2 separate regions of the Hordeum vulgare genome follow, and region 2 is linked to region 1. The links are chromatin contacts, called in public Hi-C maps. All regions are on one chromosome and are shown on one strand. Each heading gives the region's core, a stretch centred on a gene start, on an enhancer-like site or on the middle of the called end of the contact. The rest is flanking DNA. Distances are from core to core; before and after follow the strand shown.

The links. Hi-C and Micro-C count contacts between places; a contact is called where the count stands out from the background.
Region 2: a contact with region 1 is called in a Hi-C map of seedling, with 5 times the contacts expected there. The contact joins the promoter of LOC123439848 here to the promoter of LOC123439837 in region 1. A contact is called at or near these places in 3 of 6 Hi-C or Micro-C datasets (leaf and seedling).

Annotation. Positions count from the first base shown.
Region 1 is chr1H:391,051,413-391,057,026 of MorexV3_pseudomolecules_assembly, reverse strand. It overlaps LOC123439837 (serine/threonine-protein kinase-like protein At3g51990), which reads left to right and starts at 3,369. Exons shown (of 1, transcript XM_045116490.1): 1 at 3,369-5,614. The coding sequence starts at 3,384. The coding sequence ends at 5,252.
Region 2 is chr1H:391,235,738-391,241,351 of MorexV3_pseudomolecules_assembly, reverse strand. It overlaps LOC123439848 (UDP-sulfoquinovose synthase, chloroplastic), which reads left to right and starts at 2,509. Exons shown (of 3, transcript XM_045116499.1): 1 at 2,509-2,713; 2 at 4,786-5,614. The coding sequence starts at 4,836.

The DNA of each region.
Region 1 (5,614 bases), core at 2,120-4,619:
TGTGTGTGACTGGATGTCGGTGGTGCGCATAATTGAGCAGTGCATGTAAGCGTCAAGGGCTGCAAAGAAACAAAGCAGCATCTGAGAGGGAGGGAGAGACGAGGGGAAAGGTCGAAAGAGCAAAGCAAAGATGGCATGCGTACCGGTGCCTCTGGTATGTATCTACCTGTCCCAAGTACGAACCGGGACCCGGGCACGCAGACAGAGACAGAGGCCCAGGCGCCCAGCTCCCCCTTTTCCTCCGGCGAGGGCGAGCACCACGTTCGTCTTTGACTCGACGCCGACGACCCACGGTTACCCTGATCATCGTCTCCACATGGGGGATGGCCGTATCGGTATCTCTATAATCAGATTGCCCTCCAGGCCTCCACACCATTATTTCACGAATAATTACGACCTCTACGAGTCCCATGACAAATCAAAAAATTTATAGCAGTTTTAGTTGATGCGAGCATGACAAGTTTAATTGCTAAATATGACAAATTGTTCTCCGTTCGTTTTTCGAGGGTCATTCGCAAAATCAGAACCTCCATAGCCAACGACCCACCTCCCCCTCCGTCGTCGGCGACGGAGGGAAGAGACATCTCCTTCCTCTCTCGGATTCGAGGGCATGGCAAGTGGTGGTAGCGACGTTTGTCCAGGATCCACGAGTGGCGGCCCCGGCCGACGGCAACGGTAGAGCTCAGGCGACCCTTGGCAACATGGTGTGGTGGTTCCCATATCCAAGGAGGAATTGTACTGGCCACCTGATATCTTTGGTTTTGGTTAGTTCGAATTAACGACGGTGGTGAGTGGGACCAGGATCCTTTTCGGCGGTTCTCGCGGTTTGCCGAGGTGGGGTCACAACATGTCCAGTGTTGACATTCGCAGACGGTGGTTGGAGCATCAGGGACCCCGCGGTGGTAGTGTTGTTGTGTTTGAAAGTGGTCGGGTCGGTGCACAGGATGTCGGTTGGAATCTAGTGACAGATCGAGTGAATACCTTGTCTTCGATCGGTGGCCGGATCCGATGATGGTGACGCCCTTAATGTCATTTCCTTCTTGAAGGCATCAACAAGGTGATGGCGGCGTCCATGTGTCAGACCTCCTGTGTGGGCATCATTCTTGAAGGTGTTCATCGGCTTGAGGGATGAGTGAACATTTTCGACGATGGAGCGACGTTTCTTATGCCGCATTGATAGTGTGGAGTCTCGGCGACGTGGCGCAACAAGGTCTCGGCGATGGATGCGGGATCATTAACGCGCGTAGGAAGGTGGTGTTGCCCGACATCCTGGTGACATCGATGACAGGCCTAACAAGACCAATACATCGATACCAATTCTGAAGAGGGGTCGGTGGAAGATGATGATGGCCTCTGAAGCGTGCGCATGCGATGTCCGTTGAGAATACATTGGATCGGTTTGTGTCCTTGACCCGTCATTGGACGACGTGGTTTGGGCCTTCGATTTTGATGTTTGGCTTGGATGTGAGATTAGTGCAGGCGGGCATGATTATGTGCATGCCTTCCATAATTTGATAGACCTATACATTGATATCAATTCTGAAGAAGGATCGGCAAAAGATGATGATGATGGCTTCTAAAGCGTGCACATCAGATGATCGTTGAGAATACATTAGACCGGTTTGCGTCCTCGACTCGCCATTGAACGACTTGGTTGGATCCTTCGGTTTTGATGTTTGGTTTGGATGTGAGGTTTGTGTAGGCGGGCCTGATTATGTGCACGCCTTTTATAATATGATAGATGGATTGTTATTGTCAAGAAAGTGGCTTTAGATTTATTAATATATATATTGTAAAATCTTGATGAATAATTGATAACATGACAGTATGCATCGTCATACGTCTCATGTAGAAGGGTCCGTCTCTTTTTTAAAAATAGTAATACCCCTTATGTTATTTTAGTTCTTCATAACTATAATTATTTAGTAATATGCAAAATCCAGACTTTGGGATTCATCATTTCCTATAATTATTTATCCCTCTCATCATCATTAAGCAAATCCATCACCGTGCGGTTCAAAAGTTACCACTGTCATTGGACGGTTTGGTTGGACCCCTTAGTTTGTTACCATCCCTCTTATCATCATTTCTTATACATTAGACCAGTTTGTGTCTTCGACCCGTCATTGGACGGCTTGGTTGGACCTTTCAGTTTTGATGTGAGGTTTGTGTAGGCGGACCTAATTGTGTGCACGCCTTTCGTAATTTGATAGATGGACCGTTATTGTCTAAGAAGGTGGCTTCAGATTTATTAATATATATTTTACAAAATCTTGATGAATAATTAATAACATGACAATATACATAGTCATGCATCTCATGCAGAGGGGTCAGTCTCCTTTTCAAAAATAGTAATGTTGTTTTTATACCTAAACAATTATAGTTGTCAAGAACTGTTTAATTTTTGGGAAAGTCTTACCTTTCACCGGTTGATCCGCGCGATCCATCCGTCGACCGCTCGTCCGCTGGATCTCGCCTCGACCTAATAACCGTTTTCTGAAACTGGACCGTTGTTTCAGAAACTGGATAGTTGTTTCAGAAACTGGAACAGCGTCTAATCGCGAACTGTTTCCCGAAACTGGATCGTTGTTTCAGAAACTGGACAGTTGTTTCAGAATCTGGAACAACGTGGTGACCAGCTTCCCAGAGGCCGGGAGGCGACGAAGGTCGGCGGGGGAGAGGTACTCGAGGAGGAAGTGGTAGCGGAGCACGTCGGCGAGGTCGGACCCGTGGCGGCCACGAACGCCGAGGGCGACTATGAAAGGTCGGCGTTGGGCACGGCGAGCAGCGTCGGCAAGGACCGTCTGGACGTCGACGACAGCGGCCGGAGGAGCGCCAGCAGCAGCAGCCCCGCCAACGCGAGGAGGACGAGGCACCGCGAGATCTGTCCCCGCATCTATTGTTTTCCCAAACGCGGCTATTGTTTGTGCAACTCGACCTGTGTTTCACGAACTATTGGGTGCAGAACATAGATCGGACGGCTGCACCGATACATCCAGTGGTCGTTGAGGTGGCCCGCCGGTGTACGGGTAGCAGCTCTTTTAATTTTTTATAATTATAATTATTTAGATACAGATGAAGTAATAATAGGAAAAATCGGGATTCTGGGATTCATCATTTCCGATAATTATTTATCCCTCTCATCATCATTAAGCAAATCCATCCCCGTCCTGTTCAAAAGTTTTTACCACCGCCGGTCCGTCCAGTCCGAGTCCCCGACCCAGGCCCCGCAGCCGCGCGGAGACCAAGCGCCCTTCTCCAAAAACCACGCAGCCCCTCCGCGCTACCGTTCCAACACCACACTTGTCTCCTCCTCCCCCCGCCTCGGATCCCCTTTCCGCCCCGCCCCGCCCCGACGGCCGCCTCCGCCCGGCCCATCCCGGATGGGGTACCTCTCCTGCCGGGCGGACTCGTCGGCGGCGACGTGCCGCTCCATCACGGCCATCTCGCCGCTCCCCATCTCGCGCCGCGCCAGGGGCCCCGCCGCCTCGCTGCCGCCCGCCGCCGCGCCGGTGATCGAGCGCTTCGCCTACGACGACCTGGAAGCCGCCACCTCGCACTTCGCCGACGCCGCGCTGCTCGGCCGGGGCAGCCACGGGGCCGTCTACAAGGCCGTGCTCCCCTCGGGCCGCGCCGTCGCCGTCAAGCGCCCCTCCCCGCGCCGCGCCGAGGTGGACAACGAGATCCGCATCCTCTCCTCCGTGCGCGGCCCGCGCCTCGTCAACCTCCTCGGCTACTCCGACCCCGGCCCCGGCCCCGACCCGCTCCGCCGCCCGCGCCTGCTCGTCGTCGAGTACATGCCCAACGGCACGCTCTACGACCTGCTCCACTCCAACCCGCGCCCGCCCGGCTGGCCCCGCCGCGTCCGCCTCGCGCTGCAGACCGCCAGGGCGCTGCGCGCGCTCCACGACGCCGAGCCCGCCGTCATCCACCGCGACGTCAAGTCCGCCAACGTCCTGCTCGACGCCCACCTCGACGCGCACCTCGGCGACTTCGGCCTCGCCCTCCGCATCCCCAAGACGGACGGAGGCGCCGCCAATGCCGCCACGCCGGCGCCCGCGGGCACGCTCGGCTACCTCGACCCGGCCTACGTCACACCGGAGAGCCTCAGCACCAAGACCGACGTCTTCAGCTTCGGGATCCTGTTGTTGGAGATCATGAGCGGACGCAAGGCCATCGACGTTCAGTACTCGCCGCCCTCCGTCATCGAGTGGGCGGTGCCCCTGCTACGCAAGGGGAAGGTCGTCGCGTTGTTTGACCCACGGGTAGCGCCGCCCCGCGACCCAGTCACTCGAAGAGACCTGGCTTCGCTGGCTTTAAGTTGTGTACGGTCCTGCCGGGAGCGACGGCCTTCAATGGCTGACATTGTTGACAGGCTCGTCGTCCTCAGCAAGGCGGTGTCCGCCAAGGTGTGGAACGGGATGGCGGTGGTAGGAAACCCTTGTGCGATCGTTGATGTCCAGAAGACCATCTCCAAGCGAGCTGCTGCATCAGAGAAGGAATCGACTTCAGCATTGGCATTTGATGACGATGAAAAGGAGGCAGATGCAACCTTGGAGGAGCTAGTGCCACTGGTGGGTGCCAAGAAACCACCACGGCCATTGAAGAACGGAAAGGTGTTCTCTGAGGCAGGGGATGGGGAGAGGAGGAATCTCTTGGAGCTGATGGCTCGGATTGATGGTGTTGCAGGCCAAAGATTTGGCATTAGTCGGGCAAGAACAGTGCGCGGCACTAGTGATCTTATGCAAAAGGATGCAGTCTTGATTCTGAGGAGGAACCAAACCGTCAGAGTGGTTGAATCAGAGGCACTCGGTAAAATTGATAGGGTTTCACATTTAGATGCAAGCATCAAGCATAAAACAGTGAAAGAACATGAGAAGGCAGGGAAAATCCAAGACAAGGCAGATGAAATTCAAGAGAAAGCAGAGAAAATCCAAGATAAGTCGGATGGAATGCAAGAGAAAGCAGAGAAAGTCCAAGAGAATGAAGGCAAAATCCAAGAAAAGCTAGGGGAAACCCTTGACAAAGCTGAGAATATCCAAGAAATTACGGTGCAAATCCTTGACAAAGCTGAGAAAATCAAGGAAAAGACGAGGCAGATCCTCGACAAAGCTGAGAAAATCCAAGGCACGCCGGAGAAAGTCCAAGAAAATGAAAGAAAAATCCAAGAGCACACAGAGGTAGTCCAACACAATGCGGAGAAGATCCAAGACAAAGCAGAGAAGATCCAATGCAAGTTGAAAGAAAGTTAAAATTACAAAATTATTCTTGAGGCCAGCTTAATGAATTATTGTTGGCAGTCCATCTCAAGGACAAATGGTCATGAAGTCATGAGGTACCACCAATCCTATTCTTCTGGTGCTGGCATGGTAATATCTGTTCTATCCAAATAGAGTGGCCTGGCTGTGACTCGTGATGATTTACCAGTAAGACCTTGGAATTCAAATCCTAGCTACGTGGTCCGTGGGTTGCAGCATTACTACTGTGCCAGCAATGTTATCAATCAAGGTCACATGGTACTGGCACTGTCAAAACTCTGAAGCCTGAACGACAGCACAGTCCAGTACGTCATGAGATGATGATAGAGCACTTGGGTGCTGTTAATGCAGTTCAC
Region 2 (5,614 bases), core at 1,260-3,759, 190 kb before region 1:
GATAAGCGGTATCACCACACCATGGCGCAAAGCAAGGGTGCGTCGGAGGGGGCATCGACGCCCAATAGGGTTTGTCTGTGGATAAAATCAAGAGAAATGCTCCTAAAATGGTTGAAATCCTACTAAAAGAGATGTTTTGTTCCTTTTCTGATTCTACCTCGAGCTTGTTCGCACGAAAACAATTTCATTGAGGTTTTTTTGTGGAAACGACATCGAACCGACCATTTTTTGTAAACAATTCGGTTCATTGATTTTTCAAAAAATCGGCCGGTTCAATTGATTTTTTACGGTTCAATTTCTCATACGGCCCGCTACACTTTAAAAACCGATGGGATTGCCGGTTTCGGTTTTTTACAGTCTAACCGCTGGTCCAGTCCGGTTTTTAAACTATGAATATATAATCACGGACCATGTGTGAGGTGTTAGAGAAACTCCAACGGGGCGACCCATTTCGTCCGCCGTCGTCCGTTTGGGTTCGTGCGGACAAAAGATGGCCCAACGCGCCGACCCAAACGGACGTGTGTCCACTTTTTGTCCGCGTGCCTACCCATTCTCGGTCCAATTTTGAGCCTGATTTGCATCGATGCGGACACGAAGCAGACGTGCACGACGCGCGCCTACTTCCCTCCCTGGTTCGCAAGTCGACCACAAAGTAGCCACCTTTTCCCCTCCATTTTCCTAGACTCTCCCGCTCGCTCCCGCACCCGCTCCCACCGCCATGGATGACGACTTCGAGGACGCCGCCGCCATCTCCTCAATGGCCTCGTCCGTCGCCGCCGCCGAAGCGAGAGGCAAGGCCCGTGCCCCTTGCGAGGCCGCCACGCCGGTCAAGAAGAAGAAGAAGGAGTTGACGCACGAGGAGTGGGCCATGAAGTCAGCCAAGAGGAAGGGGCAGAGGCACGCGCAGGATGCAAGGGAGAGGCAGCTACGGACGTCGCCTTCGCCGCCACCGCGTAGCAGGAAGAAACCAATGCCTGAGTGAAGGTGGCAACAATGGAGGCCTTGTTGTACCTAGGGGTAAACCCTAGCCATCACGGGCTTGTCAACGCCGCCATTGCTGCGGCCGCGGCCAGCACGGGCTCGTCAGCATATCCTCAAATGATGCTTCCAGAGTCACCGCGCGCATCTTGCATGCAGCCGATTCCCGGCTTCCACGTGTATCCGCAAGGCAGCTGCTTCTCCGGGGAATGCTCGCCGGATGTGAGCATCTTGGCCCCTTCCACGCCCGCGCCGGTGACCATCGACCTCAATGCCGCGCCGGTGGCAGGCGGATCATCGTCAGGAGGCATGAGGAAATGCTGGCGCGAGATGCCAGCCGACATGCTTACTGGAGCCCGTAATCTGTTCGATGAAATGCCGACGGCCGTCGAAGATGACACGACCAACCGTTTCCTCGAGAACATGATCTTCTAAGGTGCACCGACGGCTGGTGCATACGATCCCGATGAGACCCAAAGCCAGGACGACCGAGCGCCATTCACACAAGCCATCAGTGATCCACATGACGCCTTCATGCAGGATGAGGTCGGCCTAGATGGCTTCCCGCTCGACCATGAGTTCCCGGAGGACTACGACCTTAAGGAGGAGGACGATGACATGGACATCGACAGGGAGTCTTTGTTCAAGGAGGAGCTCGCCAACCAAACTATTGCCGAGGTGAAGCCGAAGCGCAAGAGCAAGCGGACGAAGGCATACACGCCAACCGAGAACAAGCTCCTCTGTGAGTGTTCGAGGGACATTGGGCAAGACTCGAAGATCGGCGCCTAACAAAAGTGGTCAGCCTTATGGACTCTTGCGCATCGTGAGTTTTATGAACGCAAGAAGATTCCCCCCTACCAAATGCAAAGCAAGCGTCGATGGCTGTCACTTTCAAAGCGTTGGAGGGTGATTCAATAAGAGTGCAATTGTGCCACCTATGAAAGCATCAAGGCACCCTTCGTGAGTGGCCTCGGCATGCAAGACATGGTATGCATGCCCTCTCATTCCCTTTTGATGCTACATAAAATGGGTTGTCCGTATTGGACGCGCGGCCGACAAAAAAAAAACGGACGGACGCGGAGCGGACGGCTAACCGAAACGGACAAAAAGCGGATAAAACCGCCGTCAATTTAGATCGATCGGTTGAAGTTGCTTTTACTCCCACCATATATATGTGATGGTTATCCGCGTCCACACTTAAAACCGAACAGCGAACCGAACTTTTTAGGCACCGAATTGCCGGTCAGTAGATTTTCTATTGCCCGATCGGTTAGTATTTTCCTTCTAATAAAAACCGAAAAAGGAAAAAGAACGAAGCACGAACCGATTGGCCCGGCGAAACAGAATGCCCAGCCTGGCGACGGCAGGGGTGAGTGGGCGAAGCGATACTGGCTCGTCTCCTGTCGTCTCTGGCCATCGTGGCCGCTCGTGCTGCCGTGAGCGGCCAGGATCTGCCGGAGCGCGCTGCTCGCAGCCGATCCGAATCCCTCCGCCCGAATATCCCACCCCTCCAATCAATCCCCTTTGCCTCTCTCCCGCTGCTTGCCATTGCTATCCAATCCCGCTCTTTGTTTCCTTCGCCACTCTCTCTCTCCCCCTCTCTCTGCCTCGCCCTCCTTCCTCCTCCCCGTCTAACGGCACGGGCAGAGGCGGCTGCTCGCTCGGGTGTCGGCGCCTCAGCCCCGGAGCAGGGCCGGGCGACACGGCCGCAGCGGCAGATTCCTCGAGCAGTCTGGTGAGAAGTCGATTCCTTCCTCGTCCCCATCTCCCTTACGGGTGGGATTTCTGTGCTGGGTCTCTATGTAGAGCCACGCGTTCAGGTGCTAGCTCCATAGGAAGGGGAAATAGGTGGATAATGTCTTACATGCTTGAGTTTGTTTTTGTACCACAAACTTGTTTCTGTGCTGCATATATTCATAATAGGATTTGTGATTATAGACATATAGGAATGGCCACAGTAGGAATATCTGTCAACGCCTTACTTAAACTTGCCCTGATCTTCAGTGATGATAGCCATGTAGAAACCTTTGTTTGTGGTCTGTGTGACGATCATTCGCTTTTGTATGTGCTGTGCAATAGCACAGAAACACCTGGGCCGCTGATTCGGGGAAAATATTTGATCATATTCTGTGCAATTACGCAGAGCATTGGACCTGGCCCAGCACAAATGATTACCAATTGCATTAACTCTTACCTCTTAGGAGGTAAATAGAACGTTACTGATGGTGGTGTGTGTGTGTGGGGGGGGGGGGGGGGGGGGGTTAGTATGGACATTTTTTCTGTATAATCAAGGAAAGAAATTATTATAATGTATGGCCTTCCTTCTAAACCTAGGTATATAAGGAAAAAAAATAGAACTAATTAATGTCAGTTTTTGTTTCCAGTGCATGTTTCATCTTGCCGGAGCTAACCAATAGAAATTCCATAGAATTTGTTTTCAGAAAACACCAAAAATGAATACTACTTGAGAAAAGCACGTCAAAAAAATATCGTTCGTGTTTTAGCAAAGCAACCTTATGTACTAGTGTTCTTGCACTTTTTACGTTAGAGCAGAAAATGTACAATGGAGAACATTTAGTATATTTCTCGCACACAGCAAAAAATCATAAACGTTCGCAGCATAGCATGTGTACATTTTATTTTACTGACTCACTTAGACTGATGTGTATACACGTACTGAAGTTCTTTTTTGCAGGGTACATATTGAAGATTATTGCATTGCTATCTAGACAAATTATAATAATGGGATTTCTAACGTGTGTATTTTTGGGGGATCACATGGATACACATGATATATTACAAGACAACAAATTTTGTCTTCATATGGTAGACACAGTACATAAGGGAGTCAAATGTGAATTTTTATTATATTAAAAGGAGAGGGGGGAATCCTTTAAACATTCCTTTTTTGACAAGTAGTTGCCATGACTAGAATATTTTGTGTGGTCAAATGTACCATTGATGAATGGACGGTTCAGATCAAATAGTTCTCTTACTCCTACGGGGTAAGAGGTACCATCTTAAAAGAGCTCTTGTGATATTAGCCACATTGCAACTGCTGAAGTAGGATCAGCTGTCGATGTCTTACCAAAATCTATCCCGATCTTAAAGTGAGCATTTCATGTATGTAGAAACCTTGATTCGTGGTCTGTGCGGCAATTGTTCGTTTTGTATGTGGTGTGCAACAGCCGAGAAAAATCCGGGCCACTGATTCGGGGAAAATATTTGATCAAATTCTGAGCAATTACGCAGTGTTGGACCTGGCCCAGCACAAATGGTGACTAATTGCGATAATTTACTTGTAGACTAACTTTTCGGGGAAAATCAAATAGCTAATAGATAATCAATCTAATTAAGCCGATTCAAAACACTTTTTCATCTCAACCTGCCCAAAACTGGCAAGCCATTATTAATTCATTTCCTTTGCTTGTCTGAAACCCATAGGACAGCTAGAGCTAATACAAGAGAGAGAAAAAAACACGGTTTCCATGGTTTGGATGCAACTGTTTTTGAACACCCCTTGATCTTGTAATGTTTCCCATCAACATAAATGCATAGAGTTGCTGGCTTTCATGGAATATGGAAGATCTAGAAAACAAATAGACTAATTTCTTTGCTTGTCCTCACTACCCTTTTTTTGGTAAAGATACAATACCATCAGTTAGCTATGGCGTATGGTTAAAGTTGAATTTTAGCAATCTGACTAATTAGCCTTTTTTGCATTTTTTTCCCTGCTTATGATCTTCATCTTATTACCAGACTGGAGTGAATTTATATCTTGTTTAATTACTGATTATTATATGCTAGCTTTTGTAGGGTATCTCAATTATTACAGTGGACAATAAAGGATTGTGAGAATGGCAAATTTGGTCACCAACTGCGGTTTCAGTCCATCTCCTGCTGTTAAGGCACACTGCAACTCACCAAGTTATGGCCACAATTTCATCCGATTACAAAATTCAAAATCTTCAACTTCAAGTCTGAACCTCAAATCATCTTCCAAGAGGTCAAATAAGTTATATGTTACTTGTGCTAGTACTTCTGTACAAGGACAGACACAAACACCTCTTACTGGTAGTCAGCAAGCATCTGGGCATTCATCCTCTAAACCTAAAAAAGTTATGGTTATTGGTGGAGATGGATACTGTGGCTGGGCAACTGCTCTTCATCTGTCCAACAAAGGTTACGAGGTTGCTATTGTTGATAATCTTGTTCGACGCCTTTTTGACCATCAACTTGGCCTTGATTCGCTTACGCCCATAGCTTCTATCCAAAATCGCATTCGCCGATGGAAATCTCTTACAGGGAAGACGATTCAGCTCTTCATTGGTGATATATGTGACTTTGAATTCCTTTCAGAAGCTTTTAAGTCTTTTGAGCCAGATTCTGCTGTCCACTTTGGTGAACAAAGATCAGCACCATTTTCTATGATTGATCGTTCACGGGCAGTATACACACAGAACAACAATGTTATTGGAACACTTAACGTATTGTTTGCCATGAAGGAGTTTAGTGAAGAGTGTCATTTGGTTAAACTAGGAACTATGGGTGAATACGGAACTCCAAATATTGACATTGAAGAGGGATTCCTCACTATTACCCACAATGGAAGAACTGATACCTTACCTTACCCAAA